Linked DNA regions of Mus musculus: regions 2 and 3 are each linked to region 1. A link is a contact called in public Hi-C and promoter capture Hi-C data. All regions are on one chromosome and are shown on one strand. The core of a region is the stretch at or near the end of the contact, and the rest is flanking DNA. Distances in the headings are between cores, read along the strand shown. Region 1 holds the start of Lysmd1 (LysM, putative peptidoglycan-binding, domain containing 1). Region 2 holds the start of Npr1 (natriuretic peptide receptor 1). Region 3 holds the start of Slc27a3 (solute carrier family 27 (fatty acid transporter), member 3).

Region 1 (3,366 bases), core at 502-3,001:
CACACACACAAAACCCCACATCAAATACTATCCACTCCCACTTCCGAGCAAGACTCAATAGTTCTGGATCTCCGACCCCTTGTGGATATTCCTTACAGCATTTCTTGTTTCTTCTCTGCTCCTCATGAGAATTTAAATTCCATGAGCACATCGACAAACGTATGCTGTGTCTCCAGAAAGGCTTACCTTATGCTTTAAGTAGAGTGGCACAGGAATTTATCTAAACCCAACATTTGTTTGTATGTGGTAAAACAGGATATAGACAGGAAGGCTGCAACTTTAATGCAAGATATTTTTTATGCCCATCAAACCTCTCCTAAAGATGACCTGAAACACTTGAAGTATGTAGAGGGGACTTGTTTTGTGCCTCTGCACAAAGAAAACAGAGCCTTGGGGTGGAAATAAGAACTACAAATGGGCACCTTCAGAGTGCTAGTAAAAGTCAGCTCTTCCTTACCAGTCTCTACATCCCCACCCCCACCCCTACCCCACCCCCGCATGGCTAATAGTACCGGCTTTAGAGTCAGACAGAAACCTTACTCTGACACTTAAGTGATTCGACCTTGATCAAACTGGTTTATCAGTCTTAAGTTGATAGGGACACAAGTCCAGTTAATGGCTGTAAGCCCCGCCCCCACTCACCCACCTCCCTCACCATCTACAGGAGTTGCTCCTCCCACTGGGATAGTTGGGCAGATCTGTCCCAACAGTGCTCTGCTGAGATGTGAAAGCAAAATAAGGAAGAAAAAAAACAGACCATAATAGAATTTAAATAATGTGAGAGGGGGCATCTTAGCGGGCCACCCACTTTCTCGGGACTATCTCAATTCTGGAAGACTCACCGTTACCCCGTATTTGAGTGCTAATCCAGCCAGGGTGTCTCCAGGCTCCAATTGATGCTCCAGGCGTCTTTCCCTCACTGGGGAGCAGGATGATTGTACCAGGCTTCCATAAGAACGAGCACGGCTCCCATGCAGCAGCCCTGACCCCCCGAGGGGAGGCTGTCTAGAGGGAGAAGCCATCTCCTCACTGTCAAGACCTAGGGTCACAACTGAGGGAAGCCCAGCTAAGTAACAGTGACGGCCGAACCCAAGGAATGGATATTCAGATAATTCGTTTTCTCTTCTCTCGTCTCTCTACAGTCTCCCGACTCTCGAGAGACTACATTCGTCGTCCTCCTCTTGCTGCTTCTTGCCGTGCCTGGAGTTACTGTCCGTCTCTTAAGAAGTCTGCCAGGCCGGTTACATTTCTCTTTCCACGAGCTCCTTACCCATAAGTATCTTCCCTGAGCTGTCAGTCGCTGACCCGGTTGACTTTCGACGCCCCCTCCCCAACTCCTCGCAAGCCTGATCTCTGACCTTTGAACCCTAGACACCCTCATCAACACTCTTCCCTCAGTGTATCCCCACATCCAACAGTCGGGATGCCGGGTGCTCCCACATCCTCTCTGTTCCAAATAAGGCCCACCCCAGGTAGGTTGTGGCTGAGGAGTACGAGCCTGAGGACAGCAAGAGTTTGTAGTATATAGTCCACTGAGATCCCTGACGCCTCGCTCCACATCAGGAAGGTCCCACCCTGAAATTCCGGCTCCACATACAGGATCTTGAGTCTCCGAACACCTGGATCCTTCGAGATGTGAGGTCCTGTGTCCAGGTGAGCAGTGTGCTCTTCAAAAAAATAAAAAAATAAAATAAATAACCAAAAGACTTCATTTCCCAAAAGGCACAGCGTCTCAAAGTATTGTAGGAAATGCAGGCCCCCTCAGGGCGCTGGAGGCGGGTCTTCCGGTTCGCGCGACGCAAGCGTGGAACATCATCCCCGGAAGTACAGATTCAACAAGAAAGAAACCGGAAGCAGAGAAGGCGATAGTGTACTCTTTCTACGGTGGCCTAAAGGAGCAGCGAAGTAGGCGTAGGGGAATTTATCGTAGTCTCACAGTCGCTATGTCTTTTAAGAGGGAAGGGGACGACTGGAGTCAACTCAATGTGCTCAAAGTAAGCCTTAGTGAGAGTCTGATCACCTTCAGCCGCCCTGTTGTTTTGTTTTGTTGCTCTGGCGACATCTAGGGGAGGGCTTAGGGGACCAGAACTGAGTGGTGACCCCTACTACCCTATGATCTGCATAGCCCCGTGTGCCATTTGACTCCTTATCCATACTATTTCATTTCCATCCGTCCCTCTTACTCATTTCTCCTATCCTGCTCCCTGCAGAAACGGAGAGTTGGGGACCTGCTGGCTAGTTACATCCCTGAGGACGAGGCACTGATGCTGCGGGATGGACGGTGAGAGCGAAGAGTGGATCAAGCCTGGGGATTCGGGGATCAAAGGCTCAACAAACTTTTGTCACTAAGGAGTTCAGGAGTATAATAGGACTCTTTGGCTGGAAGTGAAGTGTAAGGGGTGGAGATCGGGAAACCTGGGAGTTGGTGGTGGAGTACTCTGACAGAAGTAGGACCTACTCACCATAGCAAGAACACCCCGACTGCAGGCTCTCGAACACACAACATACACACCACACACCACACACATCATTCACTTCTCGTTTCCCTAGCTTTGCTTGTGCCATCTGCCCCCATCGACCAGTACTAGACACGCTGGCCATGTTGACAGCCCACCGTGCAGGCAAGAAGCATTTGTCCAGTAAGTATCAGAGAAGTGGGGAGGGCGGGAGATGGAGAGCAAGCCACCAGGCATTGTGCTTTTCATTCCTCCTTGCTTTTGTTCTCAGGTCTGAAGCTTTTCTATGGCAAAAAGCAAACAGGCAAGGGAACAGAGCAAAATCCAAGACAGCAGAACGAATTGAAGACAGAAAGCAAAACTGAGGTGAGAGGGCATCAGGTGTGGTTTAGACAGGGCTATACTTCACACAACAGGCTTGAGGGAACGTTTGCTCCTAACAGCTCTAACTCTGTCTCTTCATCACCAGGCTCCTTTGCTAACCCAGACTCGAATCATCACCCAGAATGCTCTACACAGAGCTCCCCACTATAACAGTTGCTGCCGGAGGAAGCACAGGTCCGTGGAATGGGAAAGCCAGGAGTGGAAAAGGGTAGAAGGAAATAGATGACTTTAAAGTTATTGCTCTCCAGATTGTATTCTGAGAAATAATAATCTTGTGGAAATATTTTTTTTAAATGATGGTAGGGGCTGGACAGATGGCTCAGCAGTTAAGAGCACTGACTGCTCTTCCAGAGGTCCTGAGTTCAATTCCCAGCAACCACATGATGGTTCACAACCATCCATAATGAGATCTGGCGCCCTCTTCTGGGGTGTCTGAAGACAGCTACAGTGTACTCATATATATAAAAGAAATCGTAAACCATCATTTTTTCAGGTTTTTTGTTTTTTGGGTTTTTTGTTTGTTTGT
Region 2 (3,111 bases), core at 77-2,576, 4.7 Mb after region 1:
GTGTGTGTGTGTGTGTGTGTGTGAGAGAGAGAGAGAGAGAGAGAGAGAGAGATCCCCAGAGGTTCCCCTGGAGCTGGAATGCTGGAATAATGGTTATGAGCCACTTGATGTAGGTGCTGGGAACGGAACTCTGGTTCTCTGGAAGGGCAATAAACGTTCTTAACTATTGAACTATATCTCCAGCCCCAAGTACCCTTTTTTATCCTTTGACCCTCGGTGAGTTTTTCTCTCTTTGGAAGTTTTCCTGGCTCCAATCCAGGTAGAATTAATAGCTCTCATCTCGGTCTCTGGGCATATCCCTGTCTCTTTTTCCAGTGCTTAAAGTATATTGTGTTATGGTTATTTGTCCTCAAAACATATATAATAATATTATATATTTCATCGTTATGCCGTCAGCATTTAACTGGCACTTGACACAGCTGGTCCTCTTGAAATGTTTGCTGACCTTAAGATCCTGTTCGGGCTCAAGGCTGGCGAAGTTGATGGCGCAATACGGTTAATGAATGCGGATAACCATTAGAGGGCAGACTAATCCCATGGCGTTCCGTCCCAAAGACTCGCTCCTTCATTTATTCTTCCCGTGGTCATTTCCAACCAGAACTTCACAGTCCTATTTTAATGATCTTCCACACAAAACACTCACACGAGGTTACATCTCTTCTCTAGCCACCCACTCTCTCTCCCCAGTTTCCATCATTATTTGGGGAACTAAAGAGTTAACTCCACCCTCCCACCTGGTCATCTTGCTCTGTTAATCTGCGGGATCTGGGAGGCGGCGAAGAAGAAAGGGGAGGTACTCATTGATGGACTGGGTAACCCGGACTCTGGCTCGCCTCTACTTGATTGCCTTTTCCAGAAACCCTCCCAAACTCCTATAGCCACACACACCTTTCCCGGCCAAGATCCAAACAAACCTCTACTTTCCTCTTCCCTAGGAGCCAGGTAGAAAAGGGGGGTATAGGAGGGGGCGAGGGGGGGCAGCTTCCTCACACCCTTCCTCAGTCCTGGTTCCCCCGCGGCCTAGGCGCCCCGCCCGCGGGTGCTGCCAAGGGAGGGAAACCTTGCGCAGGGACAGCGCGGCGGGAAGAGGGTCAGCAATAACTGGCGCACGCGAGGGTGGGAACCAGCCATAGTCAGGGCTGGGAGGAAGGAGTTAAAGGACCGGGATTGGCTCCCCCGGCTCTCTTGTCGCCGAATCTGGGAGGGGAGGATTCGCTGCCTGGCTCGGGACCTTGTGGTCCCGTCCCCCCCACCCCCCCCCCACCCCGCCCCCGCCCGCCTCCGGAACGGCCGGAGACTTGGGCCAGCCGGACGCCCCTTCTGGCATACTCCTGGGGCAAGCGCGAGCGCACACTCCCCTTTCCTCGCTGGCGCACCCGCTCCCCTCGCTCTTCTTAGATCGCCCTCTCGTTCTCTCGCTCTCCACGGACTCCCTTCGGGTGCTGCGCTCGCTCTCACCTGCTCTAAAGCACCCTCCGCTCTCGGACGCTCCCAATTCCGCGCTCCTGCTCGACGGCGGGACAGTCGCAGCCTCGGCAGGCAGCTTGCTCTCGCCGCTGCGGCTTCAACCCAGCCCCCTCCCTCGCTACGGCTCGGGCGCTCTTGACTCCCGACCCTCGCCTCTGAGCCCGAGGACGGCGATCAGACCATGGTGACAGCGCTGCTCCGTCGCTGCGCTCGCTGAGGCCATGCCGGGTTCCCGACGCGTCCGTCCGCGCCTAAGGGCGCTGCTGCTGCTACCGCCGCTGCTGCTGCTCCGAAGCGGCCACGCGAGCGACCTGACCGTGGCCGTGGTGCTGCCGCTGACCAACACCTCGTACCCGTGGTCTTGGGCGCGTGTAGGGCCGGCGGTGGAACTGGCTCTCGGGAGGGTGAAGGCTCGGCCGGACTTGCTGCCGGGTTGGACGGTCCGTATGGTGCTGGGCAGCAGCGAGAACGCGGCGGGCGTCTGCTCCGACACCGCTGCACCGCTGGCCGCGGTGGATCTCAAGTGGGAGCACAGCCCCGCGGTGTTCCTGGGCCCCGGCTGCGTATACTCTGCTGCCCCGGTGGGACGCTTCACCGCGCACTGGCGGGTGCCGCTGCTGACGGCTGGCGCCCCGGCTCTGGGCATCGGGGTGAAGGATGAGTACGCGTTAACCACCCGCACAGGACCCAGCCATGTCAAGCTGGGCGACTTCGTGACGGCGCTGCATCGACGGCTGGGCTGGGAGCACCAGGCGCTTGTGCTCTATGCAGATCGGCTGGGCGACGACCGGCCGTGCTTCTTCATAGTGGAGGGGCTGTACATGCGGGTGCGTGAGCGACTCAACATCACAGTAAATCACCAGGAGTTCGTCGAGGGCGACCCGGACCACTACACCAAGCTACTGCGGACCGTGCAGCGCAAGGGCAGAGGTGAGGCTGGCACCCACCAGACGGCTGGCTCGCGCGGCCTGATCTCCGGCCAGTCCACAGCCTGGCATTCCGCCTCTGGGGGCCAGGCTTCCTCCTCTTAGAGTCTTGCCCAACTCCTACCTCAGAGTTTCTAGTTCTTTCTCTCTGCGCCGGGTTTGCATTCCTTCCCTCTCCCCCTCCCCTCCTGTCTCCCGTGACCTTCCTGCTGCGGACTTTCTTGACTTAAGCGCTGAAGGGCCTAGTTCTACTGCGCCCTCAGCTTCCTGGCTCTTCTCCGTGCTGTTTTCCCTCTAACTTACCACGTTCTTCCTCCAGTTACTTCTATTGCTCCCACATGAGCTCTCGAGCTCTCATGTCCCTTCTCTGGCTGGTTATTCTCTGATTCTTCCTGCAGTCTTGGTCCTCGTCTCCCCCCACACACACACACACACACACTCACACAGATGTACAGACACACATACACACACACACACACACACACACACACACACACACACCTTGCCCCACCTTCTCTTTCTTCCTCCCATTCCTCTCTCTTCCTATCCCTCATACCTCCTTCTCCCACCTTTCACATTCTCTTGACAAGGCCCAAGACTGAGCCAGGAGTTGCTATCCTTTAGAGACTACAAATCAGAATTCCCTCCTTTGTAGTACTTTGTGTGTTGTGTGTTCATTCATGTGGTTCTCTCTCTCTCTCTCTCTCTCTCTCTCTCC
Region 3 (3,583 bases), core at 299-2,798, 4.7 Mb after region 1:
TTTCTGTGGTTCTGTTTTTGCTTTTTCTTTTGGCAAAGATAATCGAGTTTTAAATTGTTTTTAAGTGATAATGAAACAAGCCAGAACATCTTTTGTGCCTGAGTTGACATCTCTGTTCGTCCTGTGTATATAGGCGCCTCTGTTTAACTTGTACCCCTCTCCCCACTACACAATGTCTCCAGGAGGGACTTGGCTTTGATCTGAGATCCTTCCCACTAGAGTGAGTCAGACATCTAACCTTTCCACTTAGAAGCTGATGCTGGCACCATCTCCCTGCAGGCTGGCTGGCCTTGCCCATTGCTTCTCGGGAACTTCATCTTTAGGAGGTGGGGTGGGGTGGGAAGGGGAGGGGAGGGGTTACTTAGTAGATAAAAAACTTGCCACACACGAATGAGGACCAGAGTTCTATGGTGGCTTGCCTATGATCCCAGAGCTCAGAAGGCAGAGACTGGGTCCCTGGAGTCAGATGGCTGGCTAGCTATCAGTGAGCTCAGGGTTCAGCTGAGAGAGCCTACCTTGACGAATGAGGTGGAGAGTGATCTAGGATTCCTGACTTGTACCTTGGGCCTCCACCCCATGAATACACAAGTGCACTCAAGCGTGCACATAATCCACACACCTAAGACCTCCATATCCTCCAAAGCCAGCATTCGCCCCTCACTTTAGTAAGTGCACTGTTCCCAGGGGTTTAGGCAGGGAAGGGTGCTCTACGTTGAGTTTTGAAGGAGAGAGGATGAAAGCTCAAATGCCAGGGCAGGAGACGCTCTTCCAGTCTGACTGCTTACTGTCCCCATATAGCAGCAGAGGATAGTCCCAGATCATGCTTTCAGCTTCCCTGTCCAGGGACATTCGATGCCTTGCTGAGGAGAGGTAAAGGCTAGGTTTAGTGCACACACTCCATTGATTCAGCCTGGACATTTTCCTCTTCTGAGAATCCATGCTCTTTTAAAGCCACTACTTTTGAAACTCTAAACCACCAAGAGGCCTCTTTTTTCTTCCTCTTCCCATCCCCAGTTTCCACTGCACCGATTAAAACCAGGATGGGAAACATTTGCTGCCTGGTCCCAATTATTGTATCCTTGCCTAAAATGAAGGGCTTCCCTTCACAAGTCTGGCAGATTGGCCTCCACCTTTCCCGTAACTTAATTCTCAGGCTCCCCCACCCATTCCCTGGGGGGTTGCTATTGCTGCTGGTAGCTGGAGGCAGCTGTTTTGCCCAGACTTGCAGACCCGACCTGGCCAGGGGCCAGATTCTTCAGTCGCCTTAGGAAGAGAGCAGTGGTACCATCCCATCATGGGTGACAAAGAACAATCAAAGGATTGAATGGCTCCAGGACCAGGACTATAAGCCAGCCAATAGCTTAGGTGGCCATGAAAATGCACAGCTGTGGGGTTGGAGGGTAGGCACCTCTTTGGACCCGACAGGCTGCTGGCCACCAGCGGTCAAATTCCGGAGCGTGTGCGCCTAGGGCGGGGCCTGGGTTGTGGGGAGGGCCGGGCCGCCCCCGACTCTCGCACTCCTGGCTCCCGCGCCACACCGCAGAAGCTGGGTGGGAAGGGCGGGTGCCAGCGCACGCGCGCCACGTTCCCGGGAAGAAAGGTTGTCCGAGCCGGACCAAAGCTGGCTTAGTGTTTCAGGAAGGACCACCTGGAGTGTGTGTGAGCTGCTGGGACGGACTAGAGGAAAAGGGCACCATGGCGGCCCTCCTGCTGCTGCTGCCCTTACTCTTGCTCCTGCCTCTGCTGCTGAAGCTAGACGTCTGGCCTCAGCTGCGCTGGCTGCCGGCCGACCTGGCCTTCACAGTTCGCGCCCTCCGCTGCAAAAGGGCCCTTCGAGCACGCGCGCTGGCCGCAGCGGCCGCCGACCCCGAAAGCTCTGAGAGCGGGTGCAGTCTGGCCTGGCGTCTCGCGTACCTGGCCCGGGAGCAGCCGACACACACCTTCCTCATCCACGGCGCGCAGCGCTTTAGCTACGCGGAGGCTGAGCGCGAGAGCAACCGGATTGCTCGCGCCTTTCTGCGCGCACGGGGCTGGACCGGGGGCCGCCGAGGCTCGGGCAGGGGCAGCACTGAGGAAGGCGCACGCGTGGCGCCTCCGGCTGGAGATGCGGCTGCTAGAGGGACGACCGCGCCCCCTCTGGCACCCGGGGCGACCGTGGCGCTGCTCCTCCCAGCGGGCCCGGATTTCCTTTGGATTTGGTTCGGACTGGCCAAAGCTGGCCTGCGCACGGCCTTTGTGCCCACCGCTTTACGCCGAGGACCCCTGCTGCACTGCCTCCGCAGCTGCGGTGCGAGTGCGCTCGTGCTGGCCACAGGTAAGGCTGCGAGCCAGAGAGGGCGCGCCTGCTCCCTAGACCCGAGGTGCAGAAGTGAGTGGGAATAAGAAAGAGGCCTGGGTTTGGGGAGGGATGTGCTAGACCCAAAGAATTCTTAAGCCGTCGGATTACAGGTCCCAGGCAAGACGTGGGATCCCCACATTGCCACCCTCACCCTAGAGCATTGCACAAGGACAGAGCAAACCAACCAGGTGATGGAAGGCTTTAGAGTAGCTGGAGAACCTCGAAGCTGGGTTTGCCTACCCTTGTAGAGTTCCTGGAGTCCCTGGAGCCGGACCTGCCGGCCTTGAGAGCCATGGGGCTCCACCTATGGGCGACGGGCCCTGAAACTAATGTAGCTGGAATCAGCAATTTGCTATCGGAAGCAGCAGACCAAGTGGATGAGCCAGTGCCGGGGTACCTCTCTGCCCCCCAGAACATAATGGACACCTGCCTGTACATCTTCACCTCTGGCACTACTGGTGAGGACTGGATACAATACTTCTCAGACACTGAGGCAGAGGGTGGCAAGGTCTGGGGAGAGGACTGGGACGCTTGTCACTTTCAGATCACCCTGGACACCATCCCAGGCACAGCTTCTCTCCTTCCAGTCCCCAAAATACCTATTTTTCCAGGACACAGCTCAGACCCTTTTCCTGACTGTGCCCCTCTTGCCACCCTTCAGGCCTGCCCAAGGCTGCTCGAATCAGTCATCTGAAGGTTCTACAGTGCCAGGGATTCTACCATCTGTGTGGAGTCCACCAGGAGGACGTGATCTACCTCGCACTCCCACTGTACCACATGTCTGGCTCCCTTCTGGGCATTGTGGGCTGCTTGGGCATTGGTTAGTCTCTCTCCTTGGGCATTATTCAGTTTCTCACATATTCCCTCTAGCACAGTGGTTCTCAGCCTTCCTAATACTGCAACCCTATGTCACAGTTCCTCAGGGTGTGGTGACCCCCAAACCACAAATTACTCCGTTGCTGCTTTGTAACTGCAATTTTACTACTGTTATGTAGGCATATGATATGGGAGTCAAGAGAGTTGCAACCCACAGGTTGAGAGCCACTGAGCCACTGCTCTAGCAAGTGCTGAAGTGCTGAATCTATGCCAGCCTTGCCAGGGAGTTGTCCTGAATCCTAGGTAGAGTGAGGCATTCCCTCCTGTACAGTAGGAAATGTCACACAGTTCAGAGCCTCAGGGCGAGCCACTGTGGAGGCTGCATGGTTCAGAGGGAACAAAAGAGAAGGGTTGTATCAACCTAGAAAG

The links. Promoter capture Hi-C pulls out the DNA fragments that hold promoters and counts their contacts. Hi-C and Micro-C count contacts between places; a contact is called where the count stands out from the background.
Region 2: a Hi-C map of B cells shows a contact between it and region 1, with 5 read pairs. The contact joins the promoter of Npr1 here to the promoter of Lysmd1 in region 1.
Region 3: a promoter capture Hi-C map of cranial neural crest shows a contact between it and region 1. The contact joins the promoter of Slc27a3 here to the promoter of Lysmd1 in region 1. A contact is called at or near these places in 3 of 39 promoter capture datasets (cranial neural crest, frontonasal cranial neural crest and second pharyngeal arch cranial neural crest) and 1 of 484 Hi-C or Micro-C datasets (B cells).

What each region holds. Positions count from the first base shown.
Region 1 is chr3:95,132,473-95,135,838 of GRCm38.p6, reverse strand. It overlaps Lysmd1 (LysM, putative peptidoglycan-binding, domain containing 1), which reads right to left and starts at 1,751. Exons shown (of 3, transcript NM_153121.2): 1 at 843-1,751. The coding sequence starts at 1,022. Scnm1 (sodium channel modifier 1) reads left to right here and starts at 1,827. Exons shown (of 7, transcript NM_027013.2): 1 at 1,827-1,994; 2 at 2,211-2,281; 3 at 2,551-2,639; 4 at 2,728-2,822; 5 at 2,926-3,014. The coding sequence starts at 1,944.
Region 2 is chr3:90,464,081-90,467,191 of GRCm38.p6, reverse strand. Npr1 (natriuretic peptide receptor 1) reads left to right here and starts at 1,326. Exons shown (of 22, transcript NM_008727.5): 1 at 1,326-2,397. The coding sequence starts at 1,689.
Region 3 is chr3:90,387,903-90,391,485 of GRCm38.p6, reverse strand. It overlaps Slc27a3 (solute carrier family 27 (fatty acid transporter), member 3), which reads left to right and starts at 1,548. Exons shown (of 10, transcript NM_011988.3): 1 at 1,548-2,314; 2 at 2,587-2,796; 3 at 3,000-3,158. The coding sequence starts at 1,696. Ints3 (integrator complex subunit 3) reads left to right here. Exons shown (of 30, transcript NM_145540.3): 30 at 1-106.